Regions from separate parts of the Pan troglodytes genome. Here region 1 is linked to region 2. The links are chromatin contacts, called in public HiChIP or PLAC-seq maps. All regions are on one chromosome and are shown on one strand. The core of a region is the stretch at or near the end of the contact, and the rest is flanking DNA. Distances in the headings are between cores, read along the strand shown. Region 1 holds the start of INPP5K (inositol polyphosphate-5-phosphatase K). Region 2 holds the start of BHLHA9 (basic helix-loop-helix family member a9).

Region 1 (6,998 bases), core at 801-3,300, 240 kb after region 2:
GAACTCCTGATCTCTCAGGTGATCCGCCCGCCTCAGCCTCCCAAAGTGCTGGGATTACAGGCCTGAGCCACCGCGCCCGGCCAAGGAGTTTTTAAGTAACAGGTTTCTCGACATCTCTCTTAAGAGTCTATGCTCTATGTCTGCGTAGTATTCCGTGAAAAATAAAGACTACTCTCTCGGGAAAAGTCATCAGTTGGATAACATTTTCCACCTCAGCTTACAAGTCTTAGGGAAGCAAGAAAACTAGATAAGGGGCCTCAATGACACTGGATCCAGTCAGAGGCTCAGGAAAGAGAGACCTACAGATGTCTTTAGTGGAACAGTCAGTCACAGCAGCTCTTCAAGAAGCCTCAGACTGTGCGGAGCACAGAGCAAGCAGGAGCTACAGACCCTGCAGAGACCAGGAACAGCCTAGCATGAGTCCTAGGCACACGATGAGGAGTACCTGCAGCAGCTGGAGATCTGGAATGGCAGAGGGTACAGGCGGGTGGGAGAAAAGGGCAGATAATGCCAAAACATCTCTCCTTCAACAGACCCCGTTCTTAGAGGTCGACGTTCTCAAAAGCACTTCAAGAAATTCTTGGCCAGTTTAAAGCAACTTCCTGTCCCTCCCTGTTAGCATAAACAACACTATACAGAAACCACCTTCCCAGGCACTCGGCCTGAGATTTTGACCTTCATTTGTTTACGATCTCCCCCTGCTGTCCGACAGAGGCTTAAGGAACAAAGACCTTTTACTCAGAGACTTCTTTTCCCAGACTCACTCTAAGAGGATGGAGAGCCAAAGTCCGGATTTCTTGTTCCCACTCTCAAATCCGACGATTAGCCGCAAATCCAAGCATCGTGACTTAGACTAAGTGGGCGATTAGCGTTGTTCCCCGTGAAAGAGCAGGCAAGAGACCAGGCTAAGTCACTTCCCTAAAGGATCTTATCTCAATCTGATTTCGGATTCCCGGGGTTCACCATGGGATCAGGCAGACCTCCTGATGTATGTGCTGATGAAAAGTAGGAAAAAGATTTCTAACCGAGAGCCGAAGGGTGACGGCCTCGTTATGTCTTTAACCTCAAACAACCCCACACGGCTGGCCTCTCCAGAAAGCAACCGGGACACCTGCTGCGCCCCAGTGGGAACGAGCTTGGCGGCCTCGGCTTAGAGGGGGCGCGAGGCTCGGGCCCAACACAGCCCACCTGACACAGGCGTGGGAGAAGGCGGGAGCGCCCCTGAACCAAAGGCAGTCATGGAGGTCTGGTGCCTTGTCCACCCCCAGCCCGCAGCCCAAGGGGCGCCGATCCCCTCGAGCAGGCCTGCCTCTGCCGCCAGGGTGCCCTCACCTGAGCCTCCTGCCTTTCGGCCCGCTCAGCTTCCGCGAGCTCATGGCCGCCGTCGTCCCCGCGCGGTGGTCCGGCAGGTTCGCGTCTCCCGGCCAGCGGGTCCCGGCCAGAGCAGCCCTGCGGGCGGCCGGTCTCACGCGCCTCGCTGTCGCGGACTGTTTTTCTTCCGGACTTCGACCGTCCGCCCCGGCTTCCGTCAGAGACGCGCCCTCCGCGCACCCCGGGAGCTGGGTGGTGCGGTTCGCAGAAGGAGGCGGGACTCTCCCACGAGCGCAAAGCTGCGAGAGGCTGAGCGAAGACGGGTTCGCGGACGTAAGAGGGGCGTGTCGGGCCTGTCATCAGCGCTCGCGCAACACCGCCCCAGACGACGCGAGGTGTGCAGCCGCCACTAGACCCGGCCCAGCGCGCGCCCGCCGTCCGCAGCTCCCAGCGTGCGCCGCGCCATGGGCCGTCTTCCGGCGGAAGTTGTCGCTTCGCCGCCGCCGCAGCCTCTGCCCCACTCGTGAGGGATCCGAGGGCTCCGTCCTTGTGCTGTCTTCGCCCCGGCTCCCCGCCATCCAGAGACCCAGGGGTCAAACGAGGGTCGGGGGTGGGGACACGCAGCCTAGCCACTGTCCTGCCTGGGATCCGGTCTCCCCCGCCCCCCGGCTGCAGGTAATCTCCCCATTCCCGTGGCGCTTACGCTACTGCGGGAGCGCCTCCGTTCTCCACGCCCACTTTCAGGCGGCTTTCTGCTCCAAACTTATTGGATTACCTATTGCATATGGGACGTTTGGGGATTCCTGGACTCCTACAGAATTAGCCGTCAATAAATGAAACGTAGGCCGGGGCGCGGTGACTCAATGCCTGTAATCCCAACACTTTGGGAGGCCGAGGCGGGCGGCTCACTTGAGGTCAGGAGTTTAAGACCAGCCTGGGGAACATGGTGAAAACCCGTCTCTGCTAAAAATACAAAAGTTAGCTGGGCTTGATGGCGGGCGCCTGTTAATCCCAGCTACTCGGGAGGCTGAGGCAGGAGAATCGCCTGAACCCGGGAGGTGGAGGCTGCAGTGAGCCGAGATTGCGCCACTGCACCCCAGCCTGCGCGACAGAGCGAGACTTCGTCTCAAAAAAAAAAAAATAATAATAATAATTAGCCGAGATGGGGTTTCGCCATGTTGGTCAGGCTGGTCTCGAACTCCTGACCTCAGGTGATCCACCCGCCTCGGCCTCCCAGAGTGCTGCGATTTCAGGTGTGAGCCACCGCGCCCGGCCTAAAACTACTTTAAATAAATGTTTTGCTTGTTTGGTAGGGTGGATAAAGAGGAAGATGTGAAGAGGAGGCAGACAAAAGCAAAAGGACATCCTGTCAGTAGGAAACGGCCAAATTACAATTCAGATGTGCAATGTTTGCATAAGTAAACTGACACGGGACTATTATATGCAGAAATCCACGTGCAAAAATTTTCAGACACACCTTTGTACCTCTTCCTAATCCTGCCCTGGTAAAATGGCGGTTATCAGTGCAAGTTTGAGGATACATACAGTTGGAAAATGGACATCACCAAACTGGACTCCAGAAAGTTCTGTCTAGGATTTTATTAGACTGCTTTTTTTCTCAATATACCTGTATTGGAAGATTGAGACAAAAAGGCACAAACTCACATTAAATAAACAAGGTAATCTAATCAATTCTACAAAGTGTAGTTTGTAAAAGAAGTAGCACTAGGAACCAACCAAAGTCAGTCAGGGAGTCCCAGCAGGGACTGTAAAAGAACTTGGGAAGCTATACACATGCCCACAATACTGACCCTGTCCCGGACCTCTCTGCATGAGAAGGCCAGAGCCCAGCACCCCTCCTACAGAGGCACTGCTGCTTCTGTTAGGGCTGTGACCCTGGAATTCTGATGGAAGCAGCTGGTCTGAAGGGGCATGGCACACACTCAGGTACTACCCCTGGAGCTGAACCTTTATCGTAAGTCCCTCTGAGTGCTAGTCAGTTTGGAGGTGGGTGAGGAGGAAAGGGGGTACTTAAAAGAAGCCAACACTGTTGCCCAGCAGCAACACCATCCGTGGGGATGGAACAGACCAGGGACATCCTCCTTTATGTTTGTGTGGGCTGCAATTCCAGCTCCAGGCTGACCTCAGCTCATAATGGATGCTTTTCAACTGGGGCAACAGGTGGAGGTGGGAGGAGCCCTTGTTAGGGCTAAAGTGATATGTGTGGGCCTCAAGAGCCAAAGGAGGGAGACTAACAGCTGCTGACCCTCAGACCACATAGACAACTGTCTGCCTAGAACGTCAGTTTGTTTCTTTCAAGATAACCCGCATCTGGACTTCCCCTAGTTGATGAATGAAGGAACATCTTTAAGCACAAATATAATGAATAGCTAACACAGAGCTTATAGGAAAACACCGACATTGTTCTCCAGTAGGAATGCCTCTTCTCCAAGTTTCCAAGTCAGATAAATGCTACCAGCAGTTGAGATGCTACCCAGATGCATTACTAAAGACCCCTCAAGGTGAGGAGACTCACACAGAGGAAGGTGTCTGTAACAAGACATCTGGTTCCAAAGGGACCTCAATGAAGGTCAGCGCTAACCATGCTGGGGGTCTGAGTCTGTCCACCCTTGCCCCAGGAGGGCCACAGGGAAGCATCCATCAGGATGTCACAGGTGCAATCCTGTGAGACACTCCCTTATTGCACTTAGAAATGAGTAAGGCAAACAAACTGACAAAAACAGAAGGATACATTCTCCCACCCACTTCTTGCTTCCCGGACAAAGATTTGGTCTCCCATTAGCAGATGCACCCAGGCTAGCGTGGGCTGGGATCACAGCACACTTAGGCCAACGTGCTTCACAAGGTTTGGGGAATGTCAGGTGACACTACAGCTCTCTCTGATTCTCCCACTAAGAGACAAACTCAGGCTCTGTCAAGTTGCAGGAAGCTATGAACACTGGGCAGCGTCTGTTCCCCTGGAGCCTGGACTTCCTCACCAGCCTACTTTGGTCGGGTTCTGTACTATGATCACTACTTGCTTTGGGTTTTCCAGGGCAGAACTCAACATGGGGGTAGGACGAGCTAAGTTCTTGATCCCCAAATTCCTTTCCGGCAACTGCAGACGAGGGAACATGTTCTGCTGGGAAAAGCTTTTTGCATGCTCATATTGTGCAGCATGAAAGATCAGGACTCTTGCGTCCTAACCAGCCTCAAAGACAGAGGACAGGGACCTAAGAAAGCACAGAGAAAAGAGGATTATTGCTGAGTGGCAGCACCAGCCCCAAAGGGAAGAGGAGGAGCAGGGACTTACAGAGCTCCTCAGGGTCAGACAGTTGGTATCTAGGGGGTGACTCAATTCTAGGGGCCACACTGGACAATTCCCTCCAAGTGGAGAGTTGACTGGGGCGATTTTGTAGACTGCAGAGAGATTCAGAGCGGGCAACAGGAAGGCCAAGAAGCCACAGGTGTTTCTAAGAGTAGTAACTAGAGATTCAGTGATTGGGACAGGGTTACTCGTATTTGTTAAATTTTCTTAAATAGAGACTGGCTGAGCCTTGGGTACCTCCATAGTGCTAGAGTGCCCTAACGATGGGTTACTGGGAGCAGAAGTCAGAGCTGCAAAACCACATTGCTATTTTGTGGAAGCGGTGGGGGGCAGGGAAACACTGTATCTTTAGCTCATCCCCGCTCCCCACAGGAGCACTCAAAATTGCGAAGATCTTCCCAGGAAGCAGAATACCTCAGTTTACCCCAAGGTTGAGAACAAATGAACTTAAATCATTTAAATCACCACATCACAAAAGGCAGCTATTTGAAAGACTGAAAATGTCACTTGGAAATAAAGGTCGGGGGAACACACAGAAATGGGTCGGAACACAATGGAGAGAGACGGAGGCGCTGTAACTACAGCAACCTACACGCCACGTATCTCGGAGGAGCAGGCTCCTGCACACGCGGGCTCTGTGACACCAGACGGTCTATTTGTTCACAATATTGAAGGGCATCTAGAATTAGCTACAGTAAGGAATCGAAAGTTGCCTGAAGAGTGGGCACAGAACGGCTGCGTCCGAAAATGGCCTGTCACTTGGGAGGGTGGAGCTGCTGGGTCTTCCTGTTGACCACTGTCTTGCAAAACTAGAAGAAAAATGAAAGTATTAAGGAAGTAAGAGGAGAAAACAGAAACACTGTAAATCATCCTGAATGGATAATTTCAAGAGGAGGAGGGAAGCCAGTGGGTGGGTGGGGAAGGGAGTGGGGGAGGGCACTGAGGCCCAGAGCAGTGACTGAGAAGCTGGCATCCCAGCAGTCCACCTAATTCCACCCTCCTGCCTCCCAGAAGCTGCTTTAGGAACATGGGGCAGGGAGAGTAAGCAGGGCCTGGCATCACTCCTGGTGAGACCCTGGCCCTCCTTACCCTCTTAGTGTTAGAGGCCCGTTTTTATTTGTAAAAATAATTTTCTCTCTGAGCCTAATTGGGAGCAGAGCCAGGTTTTTCATTCAGTGATTAAGACTGCTTTGAGCTGCTGGAATCCCATGACTCGGGTGGTGTACAGGGCACTGGGAAACCAGCACCGAGAGCTAACGGAAGGAAGGGGCTTGGGGAAAAGTGACAACATGAAACAAGGGGCCCCCAATCTGGTCCTGTCACCTGGGCAGAAACACCCTCCCAGCATCTGAAAGATGCCACCTCTGATGAGGGCAGCTTAGTATGGGGTCAGGGGGTATAAAGAAGGAAATGAAGCACCAGACAACAGTGGGTGCTAACAAAAGCTGTCTGGCCAGCAAGTTTTCCAAGGGGGAAGGGCAGGTAATGGCAGCTTTTGGGAGCTGGCGCTGGCGTGGGAAGGCCAGGGAGTGCCCAACATGACAGCTGCAACTTGAGATGGATCAAGCTGCCAGTCAGGAGGCGTGATTCGCGGCAGATGAACTCCCCTTCTATATCCACCACCCCCTCTACTTACCACCCTCCCTGTCCATTGTCTCTATCTGGGTGGTTTGGAAAATGTCCCTGAAATGTCCCAATAGCCATAATCTCCTAGTGGAAGTGGAGAGCTATTGAGCGTGGCAACCATCATTACCAGAGGGAAGGAGGAATAGGTTTTCTGACTCCATAGTGAGCTGCTGAGGCCTTGAAACCCAAACTGATTTTAGCGTCTGTGACACGCACAGTGAGAAATTTGGTACGTACAGTGCAGAGGGGAAAGGCGGCTTTAGTCATCTGCTGTCATTCCTTTCACTGGGTCCTTTTGTCTCATCTGGAACAGAAAAAGCAGGACAAATGGAAGGCTCCTGCTGCTGATGGAACTCCTGCCTTCTCAGTCCTGCCCATAGGTGGGGTGGGGCATAGTGTGTGTAAAAAGCAAGACACTGGAAGGACGGAGGAATTCTGCATATGGACTCGAAGCCACACATTTCCAGATCTGTGTCACTGGTCTCACCATCCATGATTTCTAGTTCTCTTGTGTCACGGTGTTCGGAGCACCTTTTTTTTTTTTTTTTGGTAGAGAGGTGTGTGTGTGTGGGGGGGTCTTCCTATGTTGACCAGGCTGGTCTTGGACTCCTGGCCTCACGCGATCCTCTGCCTCAACCTCCCAAAGTGCTGGGATTACAGCATAGGTGTGAGCCACCATACTTGGCCCCCGTTTCATTCATTTATTCATTCAACAAATACTTAACAAAACATC
Region 2 (7,267 bases), core at 361-2,860:
TCGGCCTCCCAAAGTACTGGGATTACAGGCGTGAGCCACTGCGCCCGGCCTCTAGCTGCTTTATAATTCGACATATATTGCAGATTTGGGGGACATAGAACCTGGGAAATACAGATGTCCTTAGGATGCTTTCATCCTAGTGGGCAAGGCAGACAATCACAGAAGTAAATACATACACTCTGCTTCCTAATGCCTTATTATTTTCTTTTATGGAGAAATTCACAGTTTGAAATAATGGGGTTATTGGCAATGCTCTTTTGGCGAGATGGATGTGAACCACACACCCATTCGAATGCCATAGGCCTTGGCATTTTAGAGGCATTTGGATTGTGACTGGGAATGACTGGCCTTCAGGCGCTCCAAATAACTCAGCTGTGGATGCCGGAAATTCTACTGGGGGTCTTTCTTTGGGAATAAACATTATCTTTTTTCTGAGACCCTCTTTCAAATGCAAATCCCTGGGGGAAGAGGACAGAGGCTGCTCATTGAGTTCATAACCTGGCAGGGCTGTGTCACAAGATAGGGCTGCCCGAGAGCTCTGGACCCCAAAGATGCCCCTGATGTGGACCCAGGGCTGCAAAGGGATCTTCCCCGTCACCCTCAGCTGCTGACTCATCCCAGCTCTGCCTGCAGAAGGGGAGTCAAAGGGCAGTGGAGGGAGAGTCAGGCCCAACCAAAACCCGAACCCCAATTGCAGCCAGCCGCCCTCCATAGCTGAAAAAGCCGGAAGCTCTGGGTCAGCCTTACCTGCAGGGCCCTGCCCCTCCCATATGAGTCCTGCCGGGACACTCATGCTTTTCTTCAATGACATCTCTGTGGTTGCCCACGGGACTTGACAAGAACTTTCAAGGTTTTGTTGTTGTTTTTGTTGTTGTTTTTCTGAGACGGAGTCTCGTTCTGTCTCCCAGGCTAGAGTGCAGTGGTGCGATCTCGGCTCACTGCAACCTCCAGCTCCTGGGCTCAAGCCATTCTCCTGCCTCAGCCTCCCGAGTAGCTGGGATTACAGGCGCCTGCCACCACGCCCGGCTAATTTTTGTGTTTTTAGTAGACGGGGTTTTATATACTCTGTTGGCCAGGCTGGTCTCAAACTCCTGAACTCAAGTGATCCGCCCGCCTCGGCCTCCCAAACTGCTGGGATGACAGGCGTGAGCCCCAGTGCCCGGCCCTCTGCCTCTATTTATTCCTATCAGCTCTCCTGCTAGAAGCCAAACTTAGCACCTTATCTGGGAATGGGGAGGAAGAATGTGGAACCCAGACACCCCACAGCGGCCCCAGAGCTAGGCAGGGCAAGGTCCCCGGGGCAGCGTGGCCGGGCTGCCCGTCTGATCCCCGCTTACAAGAACCTGCAAGCTTCCCTCCTTGCTTTCCTTCTTCTCGGTTCCTCCCCCGCCGACCTACCTGGAGGCCGATAATAAAGCAGGAGGAGGGAGATAGATGGACGGGAGGGCGGGGCGCCGCGTGGTGCCATAAAGCCCAGCTGGAAGGGGCCTGTCTCGGGAGTGTCCAGCCCCAGGAGCCGGGGACCGTCCGCGTCGCGAGCCGGGCCGGGGCAGTGGGCAGAGGGCAGAGGGCAGAGGGCAGACGGCAGAGGGCTAGTGCCCGGGAAGGCCATGCTGCGGGGCGCGCCAGGACTAGGCCTCACGGCGCGGAAGGGGGCCGAGGGCTCTGCGGAGGACTTGGGGGGCCCCTGCCCCGAGCCCGGGGGGGATTCGGGGGTGCTGGGGGCGAACGGCGCTTCCTGCAGCCGGGGCGAGGCGGAGGAGCCGGCGGGCAGGAGGCGCGCGCGGCCGGTGCGGTCCAAGGCGCGGCGCATGGCCGCCAACGTGCGGGAGCGCAAGCGCATCCTGGACTACAACGAGGCCTTCAACGCGCTGCGCCGGGCGCTGCGGCACGACCTGGGCGGCAAGAGGCTCTCCAAGATCGCCACGCTGCGCAGGGCCATCCACCGCATCGCCGCGCTCTCCCTGGTCCTGCGCGCCAGCCCCGCGCCCCGCGGGCCCTGCGGACACCTGGAGTGCCACGGCCCGGCCGCGCGCGGGGACACCGGGGACACAGGCGCCAGCCCCCCGCCGCCTGCAGGGCCCAGCCTCGCGCGCCCAGACGCCGCCCGCCCCACGGTGCCGTCCGCGCCCCGCTGCGCCTCGTGCCCCCCGAACGCGCCCCTGGCACGGCCCAGTGCGGTGGCCGAGGGGCCGGGCCTAGCACAGGCCTCCGGGGGAAGCTGGCGCCGCTGTCCGGGGGCTTCCTCTGCCGGGCCGCCTCCCTGGCCGCGGGGCTACCTGCGATCCGCCCCCGGGATGGGCCATCCGCGCTCCTGACCGGCCTCGAGGCACCGGCTGGGCTGCAGGGAGGCCGGGCTGGCAGCTGGACTATAAAACCCGGGACTGCAAAGGCGTCTTGGACAGAGCAGAACTGGACCGACTGAGACCTGGCGTGGAAGAGAAGGAGCTCGCCAGAGAGAAGGAGCTCCGGGACCCGGGGTTGCGCCCCCACATCCCAGCCTGGGGCAGAGAGAAGGAGCTCCGGGTCCTGGGGCTGCGCCCCCACATCCCAGCCTGGGGCAGAGAGAAGGAGTTCCGGGGCCCGGGGCTGCGCCCCCACATCCCAGCCTGGGGAGGCAGTTGCCAGAAAGGCTCAGGATCCTGAACTCATCTTGGACTCGAACTCGTCTTGGAATGCCGCCTTCGCACTCCTGCGCCTCCGAGCCCTGTGTGTTCTCGATGCTTTTAGGAGAGTGAGGGCTTTGAGGCAGGAGGTGTGGGAGCGTGGGAATGCGGGTGGGGCCTGCTGTGGTCTCGTGGGCACATGAGTGCGGAGTCCCCTTCCCTGCCTGCGCTGCTGCCCAAGCCTGATCCGGGAGAGGCAGGATCCGGGAGAGGCAGGCAGGGGCAGCAGCCAAATAAAAGGAAAAACTCATTTCTCTCCGATACCACGACTCCAGTGGGCCCCGTGGCCCAGGGTGGCAGGAACGCCTGAGGGCTGGGGGCTCTCCTTGGAATGCTGGGCGGGGCCTAAGGCCCATAGGTAGGCGCCTGGGGGAACTCATTCATGGCAAGACCCCAGGTGTGGCTGAGCACTGTGGGAGCCCAAGGGGAGGAAAGAGACATCCAGAGACCCCTCCTCCCTGAGTCCCCTGGGGTGGAAGAGGATATGATCAGGAGAGGGGCCACGGGGCCTGGGAGTCTAAGGATGTGGTCAGCCCCGTCTCTGGACCTCCCTGCAGAGCTGCCTGGAAGCAGCCACAGTGAAGGGGGACTCTGGCCAGGTCTCAGGGAAGGAGGCCAAGGGCAGGGCTAGGATTGGGGGCCGGTAAGTCCTGCGTGCATGTACCCCGAGCGAGAGGCTTGGAAGAGCTCCCAGGGAACCGTGGGCCAGGGCCCCCATAATGAGGGGCCGACTTGGAACCCAGGAAGGATTCTGGGGAGGGGGTTGAGTGAGGGCAGAGGGGCCTCAGGCCAAGCCTGCTGAGCTAGTGAGAGACACAGCCAGCTGCCCCGAGAGTTTTGTCCAGAGAGCTGCCCTGCGTCTGAGATGAGCTGGTGTCTGGCCCGGCTCAGGCTAAGGGTCTAATGTTGCAGGGGCTGCCTGCTGGGCCAGAGCCCAGAGGTGCTGGGGGAGCGCTGGGCTCTTGCCAACAGGAGAGGGAAGGGTTCCCCACAGCTAGCTCAGAGTGCGGATCCCACAGAAGCTAGAGAAACGCCATTAGGCATAAACCCAGGGAGAGTTTCCCAGAGCACGTGGGGTGAGGCTCACCTCTACAGTTAAAAGTGCCTCTGCTGTCTGCAAACCCCAGCCCTGGCTGGCACGCTGAGCATCCTGTCCCCAGCCACAGCCCTTAGGGTTCCCAATTGCACAGGGAGGCTGTGACACAGACCACGGGAAGGCTTTGACTCTATTCAGAGTGGACGTGGGGTCTAGCCAGGAGCAGCAACGCATGAGATGCTGGCCCCAGCCCTGCCCGCCGAGCCCCACAGTGCCACGGGCTGCCAGTGAAAAGGAAAGAGCCAGGCCTGCCCTGGTCCAGCCCCTGCTCAGCCGCCTCTCTCAGCCTCTAGTTCTTCCCCTCTGACATGAATAATGATTCCAGGATGGCTGTGAGGATTGTAAGTGGTTCGTAATGGACCGTTTCTGGCAAACAGAAGGTGTTCACAAGCTGTCACTGTTTGTGTACTATTAGGATCCTATGAGAAACCAGCTTGGACAAGGCTGTAGCCATGTTTCAGCCTCAGATATTTATCCTCTGGAAACACATTATAAGGACCAGCAAGTCCTACTTTGCTAAATTCCAGAACTGAAAGAAATAAGGGGGCCGGGTGTGGTGGCTCGCGCCTGTCATCTCAGCACTGTGGGAGGCCCAGAGGCAGGTGGATCACCTGAGGTCAGGAGTTCCAGACCAGCCTGGCTAACATGGTGAAACCCCATCTCTACTAAAAATACAAAAATTAGCTGGGTGTGGTAGCGCATGCACCTGTAATCCCAGCTACTCGGGAGGATGAGGCATAAGAATTGCTTGATCCCGGGAGGCAGAGGTTGCAGTGAGCCGAGATCACGCCGCTGCACTCCAGCCTGGCCAAAAGAGCGAGATTCTCTCAAAAAAAAAAAAAAAAAGAAAGAAAGAAAGAAAAAGAAAGGTTCTTCTCCCCCATCCTGTCACACTCTCAGCCTGGAAATAGCAAGGACACCCCTGCAGGCAGAATCCTGACGCGGCAGCCCCATGAGTTCAGTGGGAGGGATGTCACAGTTCTGGACTTCCAGCTCCTCACTGACCAGCTGAGTGATCTTGGGCCAATCACCTGGCGGCTTTGAGCCTCGGTGTTCCCATCTGTATAATGGGCTAGAATAAGTACTTACTTCATAGGCTGTTTTGGAGACTAAATGGGACAGTGCATTTAAAGCACTAGCACAGTGCTTGGCCCACATAAACGCTGACTGAATGGAGGCTGTTCAGACATATTCCGTTCACAAGGTTGTTACAAGGAGAGAATGCATGGGAAGCTGTTTTATCAACTGTAAAGTCCGGGACACATTGGCTGCTAGCATGGTTTTTCCAGGGCTGTGTGTTTGGGTGCTGTATGTTTGCCTACGATTCTGAGTTTGTGATATGTACATATTTTGTGTGTGCTCACATAGATGTGTGGCTGCGTGGATATTTGTATGGGTATCTATACACGTATCAACCTAACAGGTGCTTCCTCATCTCTCGGATGCCGCAGGGGATCCTGGGCCTGTGTAGCCTCCGTTACGTGCTGTTGAGGTTTTCTGGAACCCTTGCTTGATTTTTCTGTCTGCTTCCCAAGATCGTATCCGTTCTCCAAGATGACTTATATGTGGTGAAGAAAAGATTTTATGATTATTAAAAAATGGTGGTTTCCACTGAGATCACATGGGTTTGCCCAAATATTGTTTAAAAGGCACAATGATAGGCATGAAATGCATAGAGAAAGGAAAATGCCAGGAAGGAAAGACGCACGTGTAAGACAGAGCCGCCAAGCCATGGCTCACTGTAGCCTTGACCTCCTGGGCTCAGGTGATCCTCCCACCTCAGCCTTCCTAGTAGCTGAGAATACAGGCGTGTGCCACCATGCCGGCTAATTTTTGTATTTTTTGTAAAGATGGGGTTTTGCCATGTTGCCCAGGCTGGTCTCAAATACCTGGGGCTCAAGTGATCCTCCTGCCTTAGCCTCCCAAAGTGCTGGCATTACAGGTATGAGGGGCCTGGCCTTAATTTTCTTTCTTTTTTTTTTTTTTTGAGATGGAGTCTCGCTCTGTCGCCCAAGCTGGAGTGCAGTGGCGTGATCTTGGCTCACTGCAAGCTCTGCCTCCCGGGTTCACGCCATTCTCCTGCCTCAGCCTCCCGAGTAGCTGGGACTACAGGCGCCGGCCACCACGCCCGGATCATTTTTTTTCATATTTTTAGTAGAGACGGGGTTTCACTGTGTTAGCCAGGATGGTCTCCCGACCTCGTGATCCGCCCGCCTCAGCCTCCCAAAGTGCTGGGATTACAGGCATGAGCCACTGCACCCAGCCTAATTTTCATTAGAGTCTTCATCATTGTTATTTTAAAAGGTGAAAAATTAGGCCCAGCCAACATGGCGAAACCCCGTCTCCACTAAACAAACAAAAATTAGCCAGGCATGGTGGCAGGAGCCTGTAATCCCAGCTACTTGGGAGGAGGCTGAGGCAGCAGAATCACCTGAAACCCGGAAGGCGGAGGTTACAGTGAGCCGAGATAGCACCACTGCACTCCAGCCTGGGCAACAGAGTGAGATTTGGTGTCCAAAAAAAAAAAAAAGTGAAAGATTAGTCTCCTTAGGAAAACTCCCAAGAGGAGTAGGGATGTGTTTTGAGCAGGGACAGAAAGGAGACGCATCCCCAGTGGGTTCCTTCAAGTGGACCCACCTCCCTGGATGTGAAATTCCGGGGTGCTTGCTGATGGGCGCATGATTACGTCAATGTTTATCGCACTTTACAAAAGTACGTGCGTGTGTGTGTGTGAATGAGGGTGCGAGTGTGAGAGTGTGTGAATGTGTGTGGGGGTGAGAATGTGTGTGTTGTGAGTGAGGGTGTGTGAATGTGTGTGGGGGTAAGAGTGTGTGTGTGAGGGTGTGTGAATATGTGGGGTGAGTGTGTGTGAATGAGTATGCGAGTGTGTGTGAGGGTGTGTGAATGTGTGGGGGGTGTGAGTGTGAGAGTGTGGGGGGTGAGTGTATGTGTGTGAGTGTGTGTGTGTGGGTGACTGAGTGTGAGGGTGTGTGAATGTGTGTGGGGGTGTGTGTGAATGAGTGTGCGAGTGTGAGTGAGTGTGTGTGGGGGTGACTTGTGTGAGGGTGTGTGAATGTGTGGGGTGAGTGTGTGAGGGTGTGTGAATGTGTGGGGGTGTGTGTGAATGAGTATGCGAGTGTGTGTGAGGGTGTGTGAATGTGTGGGGGGTGAGTGTGAGTGAGTGTGTGGGGGGTGAGTGTATGTGTGTGAGTGTGTGAGAGTGTGTGTGTGGGGGTGACTGAGGGTGTGTGAATGTGTGCGGGGGTGTGTGTGTGAATGAGTGTGTGAGTGTGAGTGTGGGTGTGTGAGGGTGACTGTGAGGGTGTGTGAATGTGTGGGGTGTGTGAGTGTGTGAATGAGTGTGCGAGTGTGTGAGGGTGTGTGAATGTGGGGGTGAGTGTGTGTGAATGAGTGTGCAAGTGTGAGTGTGAGGGTGTGTGAATGTGGGGGGTGACTGTGTGAGGGTGTGAATGTGTGTGGGGGTGAGAGTGTGTGTGGGGGGGTG

The links. HiChIP or PLAC-seq counts read pairs in DNA pulled down with a chosen protein or histone mark.
Region 1: a contact with region 2 is called in an H3K4me3 HiChIP or PLAC-seq map of stem cell-derived excitatory neurons, with 9 times the contacts expected there. The contact joins the promoter of INPP5K here to the promoter of BHLHA9 in region 2. A contact is called at or near these places in 1 of 7 Hi-C or Micro-C datasets (stem cell-derived neural progenitor cells), 1 of 1 datasets of contacts at active chromatin or transcription factors (stem cell-derived excitatory neurons) and 1 of 1 other capture datasets (stem cell-derived neural stem cells).

What each region holds. Positions count from the first base shown.
Region 1 is chr19:11,995,698-12,002,695 of NHGRI_mPanTro3-v2.0_pri, forward strand. INPP5K (inositol polyphosphate-5-phosphatase K) reads right to left here and starts at 2,051. Exons shown (of 12, transcript XM_511250.8): 1 at 1,333-2,051. The coding sequence starts at 1,376. PITPNA (phosphatidylinositol transfer protein alpha) reads right to left here. Exons shown (of 12, transcript XM_009431530.3): 11 at 6,503-6,569; 12 at 2,896-5,448. The coding sequence ends at 6,525. LOC104002745 (a long non-coding RNA gene) reads left to right here and starts at 1,845. Exons shown (of 2, transcript XR_001710675.3): 1 at 1,845-1,986; 2 at 2,625-2,999.
Region 2 is chr19:11,755,244-11,762,510 of NHGRI_mPanTro3-v2.0_pri, forward strand. BHLHA9 (basic helix-loop-helix family member a9) reads left to right here and starts at 1,611. Exons shown (of 1, transcript NM_001243846.1): 1 at 1,611-2,318. The coding sequence starts at 1,611. The coding sequence ends at 2,318.